2 separate regions of the Gossypium hirsutum genome follow, and region 1 is linked to region 2. The links are chromatin contacts, called in public Hi-C maps. All regions are on one chromosome and are shown on one strand. The core of a region is the stretch at or near the end of the contact, and the rest is flanking DNA. Distances in the headings are between cores, read along the strand shown. Region 1 holds the start of LOC121228873 (protein ROOT PRIMORDIUM DEFECTIVE 1). Region 2 holds the start of LOC107916628.

Region 1 (3,681 bases), core at 1,014-3,513, 300 kb before region 2:
TAGGATTGCTCTCAAGGTTCTTGCATTGTTGCAATAAAAAGCATTTACAAGCTGCTAAGAGAGTGCTTAGATATGTCAAAGGCACTTTGAGCTATGGTTTAAGGTACAGCAAGGAAGGAAATCTGAAGCTGGTTGGCTACACTGATAGTGACTGGGCTGGCTCGATAGATGACATGAAAAGCACCTCAGGGTATGCTTTCAACCTTGGTTCAGTCATGTTTTGCTGGAGCTCGAAGAAGCAAAGTCTGGTGGCTCAATCTACTGCTGAAGCAGAATATGTGGCAGCTGCAAGTGCTGTCAACCAAGCCATTTGGCTAAGGAAAATCTTAGCTGATTTGAAAGTGCATCAAAAGGAAGCTACTGAGATCTTCTGTGACAACCAATCTTCAGTTGCAATTGCTAAAAATCCAGTGTTCCATGGAAGAACAAAGCATTTCAGCATCAAGTTGCATGTTGTTCGAGAAATGGAGCAAGCTCAGGAAGTGAAGCTGATCCATTGTAATTCTGACGATCAACTTGCAGACATTTTGACTAAAGCCCTTAATGTCACAAGGTTCGAATGTCTAAGAAGGAAGCTAGGTGTTTGCTCCATGCAAACCAAGGAGGAGTATTGAAGCAATGGTTAGCATGTAGCAATCACATGTTTTATTATTATTATTATTATTATTATTATTATTATTATTTGGATGTAATGATGTAACTTAGTTGTATTCCAACTAAGTTTGTTAGTGGTAGTAGGTGGTGATTTATTTTAAGTGGATGTAATGATGAAACTTAGTTGTATTCCAACTAAGTTGTCAAGTTGTAAGCTTGTATAAATAGGCTTTATGCCATTTTAAAAAAATGAATGAATTCAATCAAGATTTCATCCATATACTCTCTATTTTAGCTTTGCTTAAAATTTATTTCATTTTTCTTCTTTGTTTCTGCCGCAAGTCTCGATTCTTGCTCGGCAAGCTTTTTGTTGAACCTTGCTATTTGTTGCAGTTAGCTCCAACAACATTTAATGAAATGCGTAATCGAATCCATCACTTACTCAACTTCATATGATATTTACGATAGATTTGGTCGAGTTTCTTCATTCAATAATTTAAGATTTATCGCATGTTCTCGTTATATATATATACACTTGCGATATAGCATGAATGTTTCATGAATAAAACCTTGCCCAACTGGAAAATTATTTGACATTAGCAAAAGGTGACGCATATTTTTAGAAAATATATATGAAAGCCCGTAAACTAAGATTTAATTTCGCTTATTTAATGTTTTGAAAAAATATCATAAAGAATGTCCGAAAAGAAACCCTTTTTCAGTTACCCATAATAACATTTTTCCCCCTTCAATTTTATAAAAATAATTATTTAACTCTTTATTTTAAAGTTATTTAACAAAAAATATAAATTTAAGAGCTAAAAGAGGTAAAAAATTAAATAGAGGGCTAAAGTAATTCTTCTTTTTATAAAGTTGAAGTAGACTTGTTCATATACTAGGTTATCTATTCAGTCCCGAAGGCTCGCTTAAAATTGAAGAAGATTTGACTAAAAATATTAAGCTTGAAAAATAGATTTGAACAAAAAAATTAAGCGCGTTTAAAATATGAGTCAAGCTTGGGCCTTAAATTTCAAGTCCAAGCCTGACCGGTTTTAAGTTTATAATATTTTATATTATGTTATTTTTATATATTATATAATTTAGAATACATTAAAAAATAAATTTATACTAAATATATAATATTACTTTAATGTAAATATTAAAATAATGTTAAGATAACTATATACAAATTTTCAATAAATAAAAAATGTATCAAGTTATTAAATATTAAAATAATATAATATAAATATTTTTTTTAAAATTAAAAATAATATGGATGTGACTAAAATAGGTTTGGGTTAATTTTTTACAAATATTAATAGGTTTTAGCAAAATTTTAAACTCAAATTTTAGGTCAGACTAGGCTTGGATAAGCATAAAATATATTAATATTGTGTTTAGGTCCAACCGGAATTAAACCGACCCGAGCACCCCTAAAATTTTTTATTTTTTGGTTCAGTTAAACAACTAAAGTTATCTTTTGCAATGCGGTTTAGTCATTTATATTCTTAAATTTTCTAATGATGGAAAATAAATGGTAGGAGGCTCAATCAATTTTTTCTTTTTTACATTAAAGGACTGAACTGCTTTTCAGAAGATAACATTAGGTCCTAATCTAGATTAAAAAAACTTTAAGATCTAAAGTGAGAAAATTGGTATAGTTGAATGACTAAATTAAGCATTAACCGTAAAATAAACCATACCGGAATCACCCACCCATGACCCAACAAAAAAAAAAAACCCGACTTCCTGGACTGCCGAGACGCCTCTCCGTTCTGCTCTACAGATATTTGATTTCCCCAAACCCTAAATATCCACTGTGGCCACCCTTTCCTCAGGGGCTGTAACCGAGCAACCGACGCCTGCCACTTTACCCAGCAGCCAACTCACTCGCCAGCTACCGTGAGTCTTAGGGAAATTTATCTTCTATTACATTTTAATTTGGGTAGTTCATATGTGCTTTATTCATTAACTGGCCTGGAATTCGGATTTTCGATTTAGATTAAGAATTTACATGCTTTCCTAACTATGGGTTGCTGCTGATGTCAATTTTATATAACTGGTTAGCAAGTATGTGAGATTTTTCATGTTTTTTGGTTTTGGTTTGTTTAAATTTACTTTTTATTTACACTTTATCATGTACATCGTGTTAAATTTTAGAAATTGTTTTAGCTTCAGAAAGGTATTAATTGGTTTTCCAAGTTTTTTTTTTATTACTTTATTAACATTTTATCATGCACATTAGGTAGGCATTGTTTAGTTACAAAAAAGCTTTTTGGTGAAGGAAGCTTGTGAGACTAGTTGAGAAGTTCTCTAGGTCTTGAAAGCATGATCTTTTTGAAAAGTGTAAGGTGCAATGGAATATTATTTGGACCATTCAATTCATTTTCTCAAAGGAGATGGAAAAAACCAATTGTTTCAGCTCAGACTCGCCTAGAATCCAGAACTAAAGATTTAAAACTAGACAAGCTCATGATGCACATTAACAAACTCAAAACCATCCTTAACATCCACCAGCTTATGGCCCAGCGAAAGCGTGGTCCCTTTGTCTCTGTGCAACTGATGTCACGATGGAGAAACATTGTCGGTCTGAATGTGGGCATGGGTGAATTTCTTCACAAATATCCACATGTCTTTGAGTTATTTGTACACCCCCTTAGGAGGAATTTATGCTGCAAGATAACTCAGAGAATGCGAGATTTGATTGACGAGGAAGAAAAAATTGTCAAAGAATATGAACCTGAATTGGTGCAAAAGGTAAAGAAACTGCTCATGATGTCAAAAAATGGGACACTTCATGTCCATGCTTTGAGGTTAATTAGGAGAGAACTTGGCTTGCCTGAGGATTTCAGAGATTCTATTTTAAGAACACATTCAAAGGATTTTAGGTTAGTTGATTTGGAAATTGTTGAGCTGGTTGACAGGAATGAGAGTTTGGCCAAGGCTGAAGTTGAAAAATGGAGAGAAAAAGAATATGTAGATAAATGGTTGAGTGAGTTTGAGACAAGTTATGCATTTCCCATTAATTTTCCAACAGGGTTTAAGATAGAGGGAGGTTATAGAGAGAAATTAAAGAACTGGCAGAGG
Region 2 (3,361 bases), core at 193-2,692:
ATGATGCAGCAAATCTAAAATTAGACCATTTAAAATAACATGCGGACCCTAAAAGCAACCATAATAGGTAGCCAATTCTTTAAACTTCCATTTTTTTTAGAAAGTCACATAATGCTGTAATCCATTACTCCATTATGAATGAATTATCATACAATTTGTTGCATTGCATTATGCAATTATGCATATCATAGGTAAGCCCCTAGCGGCGAAGCCAGAACAAATTGTTAGGGGGGCCGAATAAAATTTTGATTTTTTATAGTTTATATCTTTATAATTTGTAATGGATTAAATCAAATTTTTATAATTTTAAGGGGGCTAAAGTGTAATTTTACCTTTACTAATTTAAAATTTTTAAAAAAATTAAGGGTCAAAAGAGTAACTTTACATTTTAGGGGGGCAGGGCCCATGCCAGCCCCCCTGGCTTCTACCCTGTAAGCCCCCCCCCCCAATTACATGCCAACAAGAAGCTTTGCACTCCAGCCACCCCTCCACCTCAAAATTTATATCCGGTATGGTCTAAAAAAATCCCAACTTTAACATTCCAGTACATAAAATAATCCTATAACATATTATAGAATCATATCCGAAAAAATGACACTACTTTCTTATGTTTTCGTTGGTGTTAATAATCATTCATCTAAAATATTTTGCAGTATTCAAATGTTACTATAAAGAAGAATAAAAAACATACAACAAGTATAAATAGAAGCCAATGAAAGAAAATAAGAATTTCCATCTAGATTAAAGAGATAATTATATATTAGGCACTGAGATTTACATGGGCAGTAGGGAGCCATTTACAGATGGGCAAAGATCCAAATTTTGGTGGCACCTAATATCTTCTGTCCTTACGTTGCATTCTGTTATTCTTCCATAATTGAAACTTTCTTTGTTTTCATCCCATTTACTGATGGGCAAGGACCAAATTTTGTATTGTTTAATTTGACGTATGAACTTAAGCTTTAATAATGTGTGAAATACAAATGCTTTATTTTGGGGATATAAATAGGAAATGAAAGTTGATGGGTGTAGTTTTATTGTAGTTTTATTTACTACTCTTTCATTATTTTTACATTATTTTTGGGAACTAAACTTTTTATTATTGTTTCCTTTTTTAATATAATATTTATTAACATTTATGAGGGACTTCATTTTGACTTATGCAATGAAAATTTTAAAAAAATACAATTATTATGCGTTCTAAATTACATATATAATCACTCTATATGTCACCACACTTGTCATATATTATTGTTTGACAAATTTTTTTTTGAAAAATCCGACTAAACTTTATTTATCTTAAAATGAGCAATATAATAGAGGCTTTTGGATCAATGAAAGTGGACCCTAAAAATAAAAGAAAAATTGGCCCAAAAGATAAGATGCCCACACTAAACAAAAAAATCAGAAAAATGAAAGAAACAAAAACCATCTAATCCAAACGTCCAATTCAGTCGGTATCAAAACAGTTGGTGTCCACTAATATCTGATGTTTCAAGTTCCCATGCCAGCCGTTCAAAACGATAGCAATTTCCTAGGAGATTTCATTTCCACGCTGAAGGCAAGTGAAGGCTGCATCCTCCAGGTATGTTTCCTCTCCCTTTCTTAAAGCTTCTGTTGCAAGTTCATGAGCTTGACTATTCTCTGATCTGTGAATAAACTGAAATTGCTTTCTTGGAAAAATTGTTTCTTTCTTTGAATATCTCGGATGTCCACCCCTAGCACTGACTTATCTGTCGTTGTTAAGTTGCATTTTTTTATAACTGTTTTTGAGTCTCCCATTATAATAACTGACTGAAAACCCAGTGAGATCCCTAACTTTACTGCTTGTAATCCTGCATATGCCTCCGCCATGAACGGGGACGATATTGCGGAGTGGAGTACTGATTTTAAGGCAAGAAACTCGTCCATCTCCCCCCCCCCACACCACCAGACCCGAAGTTGATCTTGAATATTTGCTATCAAATGTTGCGTCAAAATAGATAGTTACTGTCGTATTTCTTGTGATCCGTCTTTGACTTCTGTTATCACCTAAAGTAGATGGTTTTTCTTCCGATCCATCTATTTCTGCTATGTAACTGTAAACTTTTTTTGATAATTCTTGTCATGTTGTTATTTTCCCCTCATGAACAAGTTGGTTTTTGGCAATTCATATCACCCATGCAGCACAGCAAAAAAGGCGACACTATTGACTGTTACCTATGGTAAAAACCCAGGTAAGCCAATACCACTGATTTGGAATTGCATTATTTGTGACCCATGAGAGATTAAGATTTTGCCATGTTTCTATTGTTATAGGGCGCTGTCTAAACACATGGTTGCTATCTTCTTCTCCATTTCGACACCGGGGGCATAAGCTATCTGAAGCCACTTTTCTTAGTCTTAAATTCTTTAGGGTAGGGATAAAATTCCATAAAAGACGCTATATAGTGATGGCAACTTTTGATAGGAGGTGTAAATTCCATAATTTCCTATAGAAATTTTTTGTTTCGGTCTGTATTAAATAAGACCTAGGATCCGTAGTTGCCTCTTGTAATAGTTTATAGGCACTTCTGACTGTAAATTTGCCAAAATGTTCTCCTCGCCAGACATGGAAGTTGTTATGTTCTTCTTCCGCCAGGGGAATTTGCAAAATCTTCTATACAGTATTTTCTCGAAAGGTATTTTCAATTAGATCAGCTTTCCACTTTCTTCTTGTTGCTTCAATTAAGTCCAAAACTAACTCAATTCCTATATTGTTGATGTTGTCATTACTTCTATCAATATCTACACCTGGAATCCAATGATCATTCCAAACAGAAATTTGGTCTCCTTTCCTAACTCGTCAACATAAACCATCTTGCACTAGCCCTTTTGCTGCCCAAATACTTTTCCAGGTCAGAAAAGGTAAATTCCCTAGCTGTGCATAGATGAAATCTGACTGTGGATAATATTTAGCTTTTAAGACCTGTGCTAATAATGAATTTGGGAAATTAATAAAGTGCTACCTTGCTTGGCTAATAAGGCAACATTAAATTGATCAAGGCTTTGAAAACCTAAACCACCATTTTCTTTTCCGATACATAGAGCTATCCAAGCACACCAATGAATGTCCCTTTTACCATAACCTTTCTGCCACCAAAACTTCGCAATAATGCTCTCAAGATCATCACATAAAGTCTTGGGAAGTAAAAAATAGGTCATTTTAAACGTAGGAATAGCTTGAAGAATAGCTTTAATGAAAACTTTAATGAAAACTTCTTTCCCACCTTGAGAGAGATGCTGAATACTCCAATTTTCAATTCCCTATTTAAATCTGTCTTTTAAGTTTTGAAATGCCTCATTTTTCCTTTTGCCTACCATATTCGGTAATCCAAGGTAA

Evidence for each region. Hi-C and Micro-C count contacts between places; a contact is called where the count stands out from the background.
Region 1: a Hi-C map of leaf shows a contact between it and region 2, with 2.7 times the contacts expected there. The contact joins the promoter of LOC121228873 here to the promoter of LOC107916628 in region 2. A contact is called at or near these places in 7 of 34 Hi-C or Micro-C datasets (anther, hypocotyl, leaf and 1 more).

The regions. Positions count from the first base shown.
Region 1 is chrA01:16,294,027-16,297,707 of Gossypium_hirsutum_v2.1, reverse strand. It overlaps LOC121228873 (protein ROOT PRIMORDIUM DEFECTIVE 1), which reads left to right and starts at 2,263. Exons shown (of 3, transcript XR_005926408.1): 1 at 2,263-2,496; 2 at 2,840-3,681.
Region 2 is chrA01:15,995,087-15,998,447 of Gossypium_hirsutum_v2.1, reverse strand. LOC107916628 reads left to right here and starts at 1,442. Exons shown (of 4, transcript XR_005926399.1): 1 at 1,442-1,585; 2 at 2,167-2,216; 3 at 2,299-2,660; 4 at 2,800-3,361.